2 separate regions of the Mus musculus genome follow, and region 2 is linked to region 1. A link is a contact called in public HiChIP or PLAC-seq data. All regions are on one chromosome and are shown on one strand. The core of a region is the stretch at or near the end of the contact, and the rest is flanking DNA. Distances in the headings are between cores, read along the strand shown. Region 1 holds the start of Gon4l (gon-4-like (C.elegans)). Region 2 holds the start of Dap3 (death associated protein 3).

The links. HiChIP or PLAC-seq counts read pairs in DNA pulled down with a chosen protein or histone mark.
Region 2: a contact with region 1 is called in an H3K4me3 HiChIP or PLAC-seq map of embryonic stem cells, with 20 read pairs. The contact joins the promoter of Dap3 here to the promoter of Gon4l in region 1. A contact is called at or near these places in 1 of 484 Hi-C or Micro-C datasets (B cells), 3 of 115 datasets of contacts at active chromatin or transcription factors (effector CD8 T cells, embryonic stem cells and memory CD8 T cells) and 1 of 9 other capture datasets (adipose tissue).

What each region holds. Positions count from the first base shown.
Region 1 is chr3:88,830,717-88,838,218 of GRCm38.p6, forward strand. It overlaps Gon4l (gon-4-like (C.elegans)), which reads left to right and starts at 4,515. Exons shown (of 33, transcript NM_001242372.1): 1 at 4,515-4,580; 2 at 6,274-6,804. The coding sequence starts at 6,300. It overlaps 1500004A13Rik (RIKEN cDNA 1500004A13 gene), which reads right to left and starts at 1,831. Exons shown (of 3, transcript NR_160680.1): 1 at 1,548-1,831.
Region 2 is chr3:88,947,703-88,955,204 of GRCm38.p6, forward strand. It overlaps Dap3 (death associated protein 3), which reads right to left and starts at 2,580. Exons shown (of 13, transcript NM_022994.3): 1 at 2,166-2,580. The coding sequence starts at 2,168. It also overlaps a transcript of Ash1l not described here.

The DNA of each region.
Region 1 (7,502 bases), core at 3,265-5,764:
GAGTTTGAGAAGCAAAAGATTGTGAAGAAAATCCTGGGTTTTTCATGTGATCACAAAATGGATTTCGGTCTGGGAAACTCAAGACTTAAAGGATAGAGACAGAGAGCAAAGCTGAAGAAATACATAAGATCCAGCCTTGGGGTCAAATGGGAACAAGGGCTGAGGGGTGTGAAGATCCATTGTCTGGATGCTTTCGCTGAGATCTGATGGCTTGTTATGTGGAGAACATTGGGTTCCGTTCAGTTACATATGCCTCTTACTTGGGAGTGAGAAAGCCATTTTTATTTTATTTTTTTAAAGATGGCTTGTGTCTCTACCCTAAATTTTGGAACCTAATGTTCACACCTGGATTGTCTGAGGGATATACTCTCTTAAGGAATATGAAGGTTCTAGGTTCGCTCTGCAACAACTCTTACTTGATTCCTCCAATCGAAGGACAATTTTATTTTACTATTTATGTGGTGTGGAGCACAGCATGAGAAGTTTGCGCTCCTGGATCGTTATGGAGGAGTTCCCCAAGAGGAAAGGACTTGGCCAAGCCTCTCTTGCTTTCTTTCCCACCTATTTACCACAGCACTTTCTGCCCCAGGGAGTGTAAAAGTGCTCTGAGAACCCAGAGGGCTAGGTCGCAGACCAGCCACTCCAAGATGACGTAATGCTTTCTGTGGTACACAAAGCAGCCTCCCCCGGGCTGGGCCTCTCCAGCCCCTCCCCCAGGCCAGGATTGCCTCCCTGGCCAGCACCAGCGCGGGTGAGTACCCCTATTTGAAAAGCCAGACCGGGAAAACAGGGAACAAAGGCCCCGGAAGGGGCGCCTAGGCACTGCCAGGAGGTTCAGAAATAGACATCACGTCATCTCTCCGCCCGGCGGCGCCAAGCGCCATTTGGTAACACCGCGAAGGACTACACCATTACGGTGCAGAAAGAAGCATGCAGGGCTAGCATTTTACCCCAGCCCTAGCAACCCTCTGACCGGCTTAAGGAGTGGCTTCATTTGTGCTCCCCACCCCCGCACCCTTCTTTCCCTGGAGGCCTCCGCCTCCCTTGGCTTCCAGCCATACAGCCCATAGTCTCCACGCTGCCATCTTGATGTCCCATCCCCCTCCCCACTTTCCTCTTCTGCAGCCCTCAGAAGTAGGAGGGGGAGGAAGGGGCACCGCCCTGTGTGCCCCTAGGGGGAGGGCTCCGCCTACCTCACCTCTCTTCCTCCAGAAAGAGGGGTGGGGGGGGGTTGTTCACATCCTCTGCAAGCTTGCCATTTCTCACCTCCAGACGTGCTGACAGTGCACCATCAAGGGTTTACCATCAAGGTTTTAGCGTCCTGGACCTGCCTATCCTCGGTGGCACTCTGCCCTTGCCAGAGCCTGCATCCCACAGCTGAAATTCAGAGGTTCTCCACAGCCTTCTACTCATGACCTCAGGCCCTATTCTGGCTGGGCTGGCAATGAGAGGGTCCCATTTGGACTTCACTCCCCGCCCATTCCTCAGCTATCTGGCATTGCAACGGCACTGATCGCCCCCAAATTAGTTTGTCAGGCTCTACTTACCAAAGCTGGGGCGTATATTTGTGATCTCAGCCATGTTGTAATCAGAGGCTGTTGATAGAAACACTTTTGCAGAGGTCAGACAACTTTGGGAATCTCGGTCAGTACCGAGGCCGCGGCTGTAGACCTCCAGATCAGGGGAGGGGAAGGTGCATGACCGATTGCCCCTGCAGTACGATCCCTGGTTGCTAGCTGCGCTTTCCTCTTAGATGCTCCAGGGATGCTCTGAGCTAAGGATGCAGGTGCAGTCAGACTGGTCCTGATGAGAGATAGGCTCCGCCTCTTCTGAAAGGCCCTTGGCAGAAGACTCCGCCTCTGCCCGAAAGATTCCGGAAGCTCTTCGAGAGAAGACCCCGCCCACTGCCGAGTTTTTCCGAGGATGAGTCTCCGCCCATTCACAGGCTGTGGGCGATTGTGGCTAAATTTCAAAGCCCAGTAAGAAGTGTGGGTGTTTAGCTAGCTCAGTCGCACATCCCTGTGACTATAGCACTCAAGTGGGTGAGGAAGGAGAGTCAAGGACAGTCTTGGATAGGTCTCCAAATACAGAAGGGCAGGAAGATAGTCGCTTTAGCGTCTTCTGAAGCTGTAATTCTAGTTGCCTGAGTTTATATAGCTAGAAGCTGAACCTTCTGGGTCCGAGGAGTTGAGAAAAGCAAAATTCTATACTGTTTCAGTATTGATGGCTATTATTTTAGCGCACTCCTGAAACAGTAAAGGCATTTATGGAAACTGACTAAAGATTGAAACCTGGGTAGAAGCAGAAGGATCAAGAGTTTCAGGCCAGTCTGACGTGTATAACAAGAACCTATCTCAGAAAAGCAGAGACAATAATAAAGACTTAAAGTCGGCTGGGCAGTAGTGGTGCATGCTTTTAAACCCAGTACTCTGGAGTATAAAACACCAGAAAATATGCAAAATAATAATAATAATAATGATAATAATAATGAGTCGCTTCACCCTGCTGCACATGCTCGGGTGGCTCTGACTTTAGATTGAGGACATGGGAACATGTGGCCGAGGTGAGGGCTCTTTCTCGGAACCTGGCTTTTCTCCGCAGTTGGAGATTCCTTTGTCTCTGCTAATGGCCTGTCGCCTTTCTTTTCCTTTGTAGGGTTTGGGTTTTGATTCCAAGATCAGGCCAGCTGTGACCAAAAGAGCGCTTTTGGTTTCTTAATGTGACCCCCCCCCCTCCCCAATGACAGAGAAGAGAAGTTGTGATTTTTCAAAAAGACAGTCTCTCTCAACCAGGCTGCTCTGCAACTCATTTGTTTAGCCAGCCTATACTGGACTGGAAATCTCCTATTGATAGGATTACAATCTCCTATTGAGCCACCACAGCCTGTCAAGAGTAATTTTAATTACATTTATTGACAGGGTCTTGGGTAATACAGACTGACCTTGAACTTACTGTGTAGTCCAGGCTGGTCTTGAACTCCTTTCAACACCTGCCAAATGCTAGTGTTACAGTCATAGACCACTCTGCCTAAAAAGTGTATTTTTTAAGTTAGAGAAACTACTAGAAAAGATGAATGAATTGATTTTTAAAGTTTCCTGATTATTTTTCCTAAGCATAATTTGTATCATCACTGAAACTCAAAACTTTTTTTTTTTAAATTATTATACTCAATTGGGAAACTGCTTTTATACTACTTGCAAGGAAAAGACCACTGCATTTTTAGTTAACCTGGTATTTGGAGGCTAAAGAGAGATAACTGGAAATTAAAGGTTATACTACAAAAGACATGATGATTTTAAACAGGAAGGTATTCGTGGTACAGTGTACCATAGCCAACTTAAAACAAATGTCAACTCTGTATTTGTACATACATATATAAATACACACAATATGGATTCAAGTTTCCAAATTTAGGTTTTTTTTTCTTTTTTTTTTTTTTTTTTTTTTTTTGAGACAGGGTTTCTCTGTATAGCCCTGTCTGTTCTGGAACTCATTTTGTAGACCAGGCTGGCCTCGAAACCAGAAAAAAAATGAATTTTTGAACATTATGGCTCAGGCTCTTTACTGAGCACTGGGTCAATACATTAGAAGCTAGAATTGGAATAACTTATACCTGACTCCTTTTGATATTTGGGTATTTTTGTGAGTTCATCTGTCCTGTAGAGTTAGAATCTACAAACTGGAAAAAAGTGATAAAAATATTCATTGGTACACAGGATTTATTGTGGTGACCAAATTACCTAGTTTAAGAACATTTTGCTGGTTGGAGTGATGGCTCAGCAGTTAAGAGCACCCCTGACAGCTCCTGAGTTCAGTACCCAGCAACCACAAGGTGGCTCACGACCATCTGTCATGGGATCTGATGCCCTCTTCTGGGGTGTCTGAACACAGTGACAGTGAGCTAATATACGCAAAATAAATAAATCTCTTTAAAAAAAAAAAAAAAAAGAAAAAGAGAACATTTTGCAAAATAAAGACTATTATGCAGATATGAATAACTACTATACCTCGAGTTCAAATCTGGCTTTGACCTCAGCTATATGAAGCATCTCTCTGAATTTTAGGAATTCTCCTTTTCTTCCTATGTTCCAAGTATTTTGTGGGGAGGGTGATTAGTTGTCAACTTACGCTATGGAAACTATGGATTCCCCACCCCCAGGTTTTGAGTTTGGTCGGTAACTAGAGAAGAGTAGGAAGACTCCCCCAACCCTTGCCTTCCTCCCTCCTTCCCTTTCTTTCATTCTTTTTCTTTGTTTCCGAGACAGGGTTTCTGTGTGTGGCCATGGCCGTCCTAAAGCTCGTCCTGTAGACTAGCCTGGCCTCGAAATCAGGCCTACGTCTGCCTCCTCCTCATCCATCTATTTGTCATGTGTTGGGTTACTTTTTCCATGAACTGACGTACCAGGGCTGTGGCTTCACCAGGCCCTAAAACATGATGGCGCCGATCATCTGGCGCATGCTCCTTGACGCGGAGGTCCCGCGCATCGGGGGCGCGCACGTCAGCCGGTGCCGTTGCGTTACTTCCGCTGGTGCAGGAGCTGAGTTTCCGCGGGATCAGAGCGGGCCTCTGAGGGTATTTGGTAGTGTGTGGTGGGGCGGGAAGCAGCACGTTAGACGTGGGGCTCCCGGGCGGAGGGTGCCCAGGATGAGGGGCGTCTGCTCCGAGGCTGGGTGCCCGGTGCAAGAGGGGAATCGGGTAGCAGGGGTGTGCGTGCTGGTGCGGACCTGGGCTAACGTTGAGCGCTGAGGTGTCGAGAGCGGAGCTAGGAGTCCTGTGAAATGCTTGTTCAGGGGGGATCTGGGGACTGCTTGCTCGGTGCGTTCACTCACTCTTGGTAAGCCTTTCCTGGCCTTCAAGGAGCAGACTCTTGCGGGGCGGTGGTGGTTGCACGCCTTTAATTCCGGCACTCGGGAGGCAGAGGCAGGCGGATTTCTAGAGTGAGTTCCAGGGCTCCACAGAGAAACCCTGTCTCGACAAAACAAAAACACAAACAAACAACAACAAAAAAGGAGCAGACTCTTGGAGGTATGGTAGTTTGAAGCGCTTGGAGCGATCCTCTCACAGTTCTGACTGAATGGCCCCTGGCTGCCCCTCTCTCCCCGCTTCCCCTCTGCTTCCTTCTCTGTGAACCTTAGGAAGTCATCTGTGAAATAAGGAATCACCTAGGTTATCCCCACTCCCCTCCGTACTCTTTTACTCTCCTCCCCGACAGGATCAGCGAATCTTCTCTCGGTTATTGAGCTTTACGACGATAAGGACCTGGGCTCTTAGGGCGAGGGGCCTCCCTTAATGCCCTAGAGAATGTGCGTTTCGGAGGCTTAAGATTAGCTTTATAGATCAAACTCTGAGTAAGTTTTCTCTGGTAGTGTTGAGTGATCTTTCAGGCGTGAAGGTTGCCAATGAGGCTTATTCTGGTCTTGGACCTATGTCTGAAAGTAAGGATTTCCAGCATAGAAGGATGCAACGTGTGTGTGTGTGTGTGTGTGTGTGTGTGTGTGTGTGTGGGCTGGGGATGAAGTTAGAGGTAGGATGCTTGCCTTACATGCATAAAACTCTGGGTTCCTAACTTATTAAAGAGATGTGCTGAAACACCTGTCAGTGGAAGCAGCAAGATCACAACACACGATCACCCTGAGATACACAGCAGGCTGGAATTCACCTTCCAGTACCTATGGAAATGCTGCCTGTTTGGTCCAAACGCAGCCTAACTTTGTTTAGGCCCACTTTCATTCATTCATCTCTTCAGGGAAGAGTCACAGAGTGTCTACAATGCCACATAATGCTGGATAGTGGAGAAACCAGTTATGGATTCTGTTTTCTCACTGACTTGATAGCTCTGGAAGACAAGGATACTAGAAGAGTGATATTCAATGCTATAAGATTGACTTTTGAAAATTTTTCCTTGTGTGTCTGTGTGTGGGTATGTGAATGTAAGTGCAGGTGGCCAGTTCCAGGCCAGTCTGGCTTTGAACTCACAGAGATCCACCTGCCTCTTCCTAGGCTGGGAAGAGGCCTGCACTATCACATGAAGTCTGAGGTAACAGAAGCTTAAGAGATTAAGGTATCGCTTAGTCAAGGTAGCATACTGTTCAGTGTGGAGTTTGAGCTGAGCTACTGTAATGAATTTCTTATCTTCTGCTAAAAGTCCTAGGCATTCGGTGTGAAATACCATGCTCATGATTGAACTTGGGGTGCGTGAAATGGTAGTCGAGCAAATGTCACTACTGTTAACTACCACTGAAGTGATCAGGGCTTGGTTTTTATGCTTCTAGGATGGAACAGACGTGGAACTTGTAAAATGTTGCCCTGTAAGAAGAGAAGACTTTCAGTGACCGAGTCTTCTCAGCAGCAAGATGACCAGGAGGGTGATGACTTGGACCTAGAGGCAGCTGTGAAGCCAGACACGGACCAGCTCCCAGACAGCGCGTCAGAGTCCCTGTCCTGGGGTCAGAGTCAGGACAGTGCAGTGTGCCCTGAAGGGCTCTCCATGCAGGATGGAGACGATCAGCTCAGGGCAGAGGGGCTGTCTTTGAACTCGAAGATGCTGGCCCAGCATGTGAACTTAGCAGTCTTGGAAGCCGTTGATGTAGCTGTCTCTCAGGAAATCCCCCTTCCCTCCTTGGAGTCTTCTCATTCCCTTCCTGTACATGTGGATAAAGGGAGACTCCAGGTCTCTGCCTCAAAGAAAGGGAAGAGAGTTGTCTTTACACCTGGGCAGGTTACCAGAGAAGACCGAGGGGATCACCCTGTCCCAGAGGAGCCTCCTTCAGGAGAGCCTGCTGAAGAAGCCAAGACGGAAGGAGGTAAGGATGAAAGGTCTGGCTTGCCTTTTCCTTTCCTGTTTAGGTTGAACATCTCTGGTCTGAGGATCTAAATTCCAAAACGGTCTACACTTTTCTTTTGGAGTGCTAACAGGATGCTGCAAGTTTAAAATCCCATATCTGACCTTGTGGGGAACTATGTCCAAACTGCAAGGTGTCAGAAAAATATTTTATAGGACTGTCGTCAAACTGCACAAGCGCTGTACGAGAGGTTAATGAATTACAGGTTTAAGCTTAGATCCCATCTCTAATAAATCTCACGAATACACATGTTTTTATTGGACCCAAGCACCTGTAATGCACAGACAGGTAACCTGTGTGTCACTTAGTTGTGTTGTTTTGATGTTTTTTTGAGACGGGTTCTCTGTGTAGCTCTGGCTGTGTTAGAACTCTCTATGGACCAGCCTGGCCCTGTACTCACAGAGTTCTGCCTGCCTGCGCCTCCTGAATCCTGGGACTAAAGGCGTGGGCCACTATCACCTGGCTCGTCTTCTCTTTCTGTGTTGCCTTTCCGGTGAAATGTATCTGTAAAGGGAAATTGCTGTGGTTTGGGCTTGGAATTGTGAACCTTACAAGTGGGTTGAGAATTTCTTTTCCTCTCCAATTCTCTATATTCTCTTTGACCTATCCCCTCCCCATTAAAAAAAATGTATTTATATGGGTATTTCACTTGCATGTGT
Region 2 (7,502 bases), core at 1,330-3,829, 120 kb after region 1:
ATTTAAAGTTGACCTCTGGCACCCCAAGAGTGTGCATGCACATGTGCACAGCACAATCAAACATATTTATGCTACATTTTTTGCTCCTACTCGCCCAGGTTTGGGTTCCTGGAGAAACACTGGGACTACAGAAGGAAAATTAATGTGCCTCACCCCATCTCCTGCACCCATGCAGGGGCTCACAATCTTAGGTGACCCAACACCCTCTTCTGGCCTCTGGGGGCAACACACACACACACAGGATGCACAGACATACATGTATACAAAACACCCATATATACACACACACATACAAATAAAGAATTTTTACTACGAAGGCAGTGTGATATAGGGGAAAAGTTAGGAAACTAAAGTCTAAAGATCAAGTTACAGATTTCTTTGAACTTCAAGCTTTGCTTGGAAAAGGAAGAGTCTCCCTGTTGTAAGGGTTCAACAGGAACAGTACAGAAGTCCGTCAGTGCTCTTCAGACTAACTTTCTCTCACCTGCCCCCCACCCCAACCCCACTGTTGTTCTGAGACTGTCTCACGGAACTCAGGCTAGTCAAGACTTTGCTGCATAGCTGTGGATGACCTCCAAGTTTCCATCCTCCTGCCTCCACTTTGTGGAGTGTTGAGATTATAGCTTCAAGCTTTCTAGTCCTAGTATTTAAGTATGTGACACTGATTTTAACATTTCCATGTCCTTTGAGATAGACCCTGTAAATCAGTCGGACAGTCTGCACACATGCAAGCACACACCTATACAAAGTTGCACACAGGAAGCTACTGAAGAAAGATTCCTGCAACCCTGGGTAGACTGCATGGGCTTGGTTAGCAAAAGTAACTTCACAGCTAGTCAATTAAGGCTGATTGTCTCTTTAACTCAAAGAAGGAAACACAAAGATAATCAATCCCCAATGCATACAGCCAATAGGGAAAGGTTGGGTTATCTGAAAACCAGGTATGGGTTCATGCCTATAATCCAACCTCTAAAGAGGCTAAGACAGGATGACTGTCAGAGTTTCAGGCAAGCTTGGGCTAAAGAGTGAGACTGTCAAAACAAACAAATAAACAACCACTCAAAAGACAATTTAACCCCTATTCCAAAAAAAGACTGAATATTAATTGAATGGGTTCTGGAGATGAATGGAACGCAGTAATGTTTAAATTTCCCCTGAATCACAAAGGTAAGAATTCACAGATAAGAAAGGAAACTTAAGGTGCCATTCCTCTAAAATTTTGCTTTGCTTTTTGTGGGAGACTAAAAATGAGTAGATCAAACGTTGGGGTTTTAACATCACATGCCCTGAATTCACTCATCCAATGTCAACACGGAAACAAATACTAGCAGCCAATGAATGCCATAGGTCTGGTTTAACTAGCAATTTAGATGAATAGAACACAAACTACCAATTACACCTACAAATCTTATCAACATCAACAGCACTGTAAATGATAACAATAATACTCCGCATTTTCCCCGTACCCAGGAGCTAATTCTGCTTTACATATATGATCTCATTATTTCATACTCCAACCCTGAAGGTATATTTTGGGGTTAGCTAATTTTTACTACCAGCATCTCATAAATAACTTGGAAAAATTTGAAGGCCTAAAAGATCAAATCCAGAAATAAAATCTCAGTGCATAGTTTCATCCCCTCACACACTCAACCTGCGGGTGGCGACCCGAGGAGAGGTCTAACAACCCTTCACAGGGATCCCATATCAGATATCCTGTATATCAGATGTTTACATTAAGATTCATAACAGCAAAATTACAGTTACGAAGTAGCAACAAAACTAATTTTATGGTAGGGAGTCACCATGTGGAACTGTACTAAAGGGTCGTAGCATTAGGAAGGCTGCGCGGACCACTGCTCTAACATCAGGCTGCCAGTTGCAAACCGAGTTCGCACAATCTTTGAGAAGTGCACAAGGATCACACAAGCATCACAGAGGATAGGTACCCTCTGGGACTTTAACAAGGTTAAACTACATTAACATATTAACAGCCGTTCTGTCCGTTCATCCTCCGGTCCCAGGTCCGCAGCCCCGGGTCTGAAGGATGCCCTCTTGGAGGATCACCGACACTGCTGCCCTCATTCCCTATCTCGGGGCAGTTCAAATACACGCTCCTTTCCCTCCTTCATCATTGCATCCCCTGTGTGGCTCAGTCCCCTTACCATGAGTCCAACACTAGGACTCCTGCTCCGGTGACCCGCACACACCGCCAGCGGCTGGATCCCAGGCACCCGTCCTGCAGTTGTGAAGCAAGCTCGGGTCGTGTGGCAGGAAGCTACCCAACGCGCAGTCGCCGCGGCTGCAACCACAGCCCAGCGGAGGGGCACCGCGCCACCCGCCCCGCGGCCGGAAGCGGGCAGCAAGCCTCGGCGTCGCGGTGGCCCGTCCCAGGAGGTCCGCGCCTAGGTACCTTCGCTCGCTCTTCAAAACATTCCGGTCACCGTGGCCAGCCTCGTCTGCGCGGGCGTGCCCGCTTCTCCCCGGCCCCAGCAGGGGCGCGCAATGGAACGTCCCGCGGGGGGGATTGTGGGAGGCGCACGTTCGAGGGGTGGGGGCGAAGGCGGCGGCAGCCGTGGCTGCCGTTGGTAGCCGTGGGGGCGGGGAAGAGAGGGAGGCGAGCCGAGGAGGAGAAGGAGGAGGAGGAGGAGGAGGAGGGAGGAGGCTCGGGCTCGCGCCAAGGAAGGTACGCGTGAGGGCCGAGAGGGAGTCGGGAGCGCGCGAGCCGGAGGCCCCAGAGCGAGCGCGTCGGTGCTGGCGGCGCGGGGCGGCCGGAGGCGGTGGTTGGAGGGCGCAGCTCGCGACCAGTCCGGACCCACTCGGAAGCGTGCGGGCGGGCGTGCGCGCTGCGCGGCCGGAGTCGGGTGAGGGAGGGAGGGAGGGAGGGAGGGAGGGCGGCGGGGAGAGCGCGCGGAGGGAGGAGTGGGAGGCGGGAGGGGGGGCACGCGGCGCCCTTCGCTGGCTCGCTCGCTCCCTCCCTCCCCAGAGCCGCCGCCGCCGCCGCCGCTGCCGCCGCCGCTGCCGCTCCCGCCGCCATTTTGGGTTCGCTTTGCGGAGGGGGGAGACGATCCCGGTCTCGGTTGCCGGACCCGCCTTCTCTCGGTTTCCCCTTTCCCGACCTACGCCTTTGGCTTCTCCTCTCTCGCGTTTCCGCCGGTCCGCTTACCCGCTGGCCGCCTCCTGACAAGCGGGAAGGGTTACAGTGTGGAGCCAGGGAAGCCGAGGCGCCAGGCTGCCACCCTCTCTCTCTCCACTTGCCTGCACTCGGCGCTCTCGGCCTCGCACGGTGAGTAGTGCGGTGTGAGCAGGCCTTTGAAGGCCCCAAGTAGTCTCTCCTTGGCTACCCGGGATCCGCTGTCACCCCCCCGGACCTGGACCTCCGGGAGAGCGGGGTGAGGATGGGGGAAGGGAGAGCAGGGATAGGGATCCTGAGCTTACCGGGAAGTCCCTCTAGGCGGGGTGACGGGGTGTCCCTGACCAGCGGGCTCTTGGTTTGGGGGAGGGGGACGGGAAAGTAAGCGAGTGGAGGCGGAGTCGCTTGTGCCCCTGACAGGTTAGTTTGTGTAGTAGGCCCGATTGGAGCATCCCCCAAGATCCAGTTTATGTCTGTTTAAGTAAGGGACAAAAGTAGCAAGGGAGATGATCTTCAGCGGGTAGTTTACCTGTACAAGATCTGTGGTGTTCTCGAAAGGCGGAAATATATGCAGACATGACATAGTGATCTGAGTGTTAATAAGTTTAATAAATGTCACTGGTTAGTTTCTACTTGGAAAGAAATGTTTTGGGTCTTGAAGACCAGATGGTCTGTTGGTTTATAGCTGCTCTGTTTATATGTGTATAATTCGAGGATGGAGAGTGTTCAGGAAGAGTTTGCCTGCATTTGGGGAAGTTCCCTTTGTAAGTTAGCTTATTTAAAAACAAATGCTGGGACATGTGTTCTCTAGGTCGATAAATGTGCATGTATTTTAGCATTAGTATGATTAGTATGATAATACAGAATGCATGCTAAGATCAGGAAGGGGAGAAACTTGACATAGTCTGTGCCTTTGAATAGAGTCAGTTGTGTAAATATGAAAGCCAGACCAACATCCTCAGAGTGATCGCTATTAGGCTGAGAATAAGGGGAGATGTTTTTGACCGTGTGGATTTATAGTAGTGCATAAAGTTTTTATATTCAGAGTACTCTTTCAGTTCGTAATCCTAAAACTGTAAAAATTATAGGAGAATAGGAAATCCCGGCATAAAGAGGTACTTTTCCAAGGTCATGTGTTAAATTAGTGGCAATGTTGAGATATTTTGATTACTAATTTAGTAATGTATTGTCCATATTATCATAGTGCCTCAGGAGATTGTTATTGCCAAATACAAGTGTATTTTGAAAGTAGGTAAATATGATTGGTTAGATTATGCTTGGGAGAACTTAAAAGTGTCAAACATGTATAGAATATACACTGTCCTATATGAGATAGGTATTTGTAATTTTGTTGTGTTTACAAAGCAAGCAGACCACTTCTGACAGCTTAGTATGTATGAAAGTTCCAATGTGTTGCTGGGCAGTGGTGGCACATGTTTCTAATTCCAGCACTTGGGAGGCAGAGGCAGGTGGATTTCTGAGTTCGAGGCCAGCCTGGTCTACAGAGTTGGTTCCAGGACAGCCAGGTCTACAGGGAGAAACCCTGTCTCCCAAAACCAAATAAATAAATAAATAAATAAATAAATAAAAAGTTAAACTGCTTCCACAGCCTACTTTGTATCTGTATAGCTGTTGTTTGTTGCTGGTTGGGTTTTTTGTGTGTGTGTGTGTGGGGGGGGTGGGGGGTCAGGGGGAGGGTCAGGGGGAATAGATTAACCCTGCTAGCAGGCATTCTACCAAAGAGCCACACTCGTATTTGGGCAGCTTGACTTTATTTCTGCCAGTGACAGGATCTTTTCGGACTCATCCAACAAAATAATTGATTCCTGTCTTGGGGTAAGAATTATCAAGATCTGTTGATTAGGTTGTTGGAATAGATAGGGATGCATAAGAGGGGAGTTGTGAACATACAGAGAGCAAATAAATCTGTGGAACTGAAACCACCAACCCTTTTTAAAAAACCAGTCTGAATGTGGCACACACTTGCAATCCAAGCATTCCGGAGGCTGAGGCAGGAGGCGCCTGAGCTCAAGCTTCACATTAAGTTTAAGGTCAGCCCCTGGTTACAGGAGGCCTGGGGTCCACTCTAGCTCCAGGGTATCTGGCACCCTTTTCCAGTCTCTGCTGATGACTACACACTACACACACACACACACACACACACACACACACACACACACACCCTTTTCCAGTCTCTGCTGATGACTACACACTACACACACACACACACACACACACACACACACACACACACACGAGAGAGAGAGAGAGAGAGAGAGAGAGAGAGAGAGAGAGAATATGAATTTAAAAGCTACTTAATTTAGAAAGAATCTAGGCAGATGGACACAAGAGTAGCATCATCCAACAGGTGGTATGTTTGTAATTAGAGTATATCTTCTTTGACATTTTCCTTTTGTTTTGAAAAAGGGTCTTACTCTCTATATAGCCCAGACTAGCCCAGGACCCATTATGTGGCCCAGGCTGGCCTCAAATTTGAGGCTTGTAATGTTCTTAACATAGCTTTCTGGGGTTACAGTCATGAGCCAACTGCCTGGATGCTTTGGCAGTTTCTTTTGGCATTTATGAGTAAACTGTTTTTGGGATCTGTAAATTATTGATATGTGCCTTTGGATATTGGAACGTCTTGGCTGGACTGTAGGAATTCTTCGAAAGGCTAATTTTGTAGGACAGATCCCCACTTGGAAAACGAGGAAAGGATCTTTGAACTAACTCGACTGTACTATTGGGATGTTTCCTAGTCTAGAGGATATATATATATGTATATGTATATATCCATATCCATCCTGAGAATCGGAAGAAATAGAGACCTTACGTTTAGTGTGTAGATGAGCAGGCTGGCTCAGACAGAGACCTCTGGATGGCTCCGGCCTGAGTGCTGGGGTAAGAGCATGCATCACTGTGCCCAGCTACTATGTGTGCTTTCAGGAGCTTCAGTTGTGGTAGAGTAACACCAATTTGTTCAGAGGGTCTTGTTTTAAATGCCCACTTTTTTCTTGAATTGTGTTTGGGTGTAAATGTATTTAAGTTTGAAGGTGAATGCTGGAGCAGACCTTGTGTGTCATCAGGAGAACTTGACAGGCATGGTGACTCATCAGCACATTTAGAAAAGCCTAGGCAGGAAGGAAGATTAGTGTGAATTCAAGGCCATCCTGGACTACATAGTGAGTTCTAGGCTAGCCTAAGCTGTAGAGTGAGACTTTCAAAACACCAGAAAGGGAAAAGAAATTTATTTTCTCAAAATGTATTTCTGCAGTTAGTAAATAATTGTGGACTATGTTTGATAAGGATATAGTCTCATTTTTGAGAAATAGTGTCTTTTTCTGTGTTGTATGTTAACACAGATAATTCATCTTCCTGATTCTTTTTGATTTTTGTTTAGTTATAAGCACATTTCATTATTCCTACATGGAGAACACTTAAGATGAATGGTATTTAGTGTCTGTTGTTCTAGATATTTGAATCCATATGAGTCTATGACTTGCATAATATTGGGGACTCTCAGACTAGTATGAATCGAGATTTTACAACTTGTAAAGGGTTTTTGATAATATTTATTATTTTAATTAATAATTTATTATTTATTACCTGTATGTGCTTGATATGTGTCTGGGTATGCTTGTCATGGTACACATGTGGAAGTCAGGACAACTTTGTGGAGTTGGTCATCTCTCCATCTTTGTGTAGTTTCTGATCAGAATCAGGTCAGTAGGTTTCTGAAGCACATATATTTACTGAGTTACATTGTTGGTCTTGTTCATTACTAGGAGGCTATAAAATGCATATACTATATGTAAGGTTATATACTTAAAATCCTTTCAGGGGCTAAAGAAATGGCCATTAGTTAAGAGCACTTACTGCTTTTGTAAAAGACTAGGTTTGGTCCTCAAGTACTCAAATGGCAGCTCACAAGTACCCATAACTATAGTTCCAAGGGATCCAACGCTTTCTCTGCAAGTTCTTGGATGAATGTGGTAGACATAAACTCATTTTGGTACAATCATATACTCATAAAAGTAAAAAAAAAAATTTTTTTAAAGTGCCTTCATGTTGCACCGGTGTGGTGGAGCAAGCCTTTAATCCCAGTAGCTTGCTTTGTTTTTTGAAAAAGGGGTTTCACGAGTCCAGGATACTACTGTTTACCTGAAGGAAATTTCTGTAAAAAGGTCTTGATGACATTTGGGGGTATATAAAAATGAAAAAAAAAATCCTTCTGGATGTGAAATTCAGGAATCATTTGACAGTTACCCATGAAACCACTATTTGAAATTAAAAAAAAAATATTGTACTTTTAAAAAAGTAGAAGTTTAAGAAAGGTTTATTTTGGGACTGGAGAGATGGCTCAGCGGTT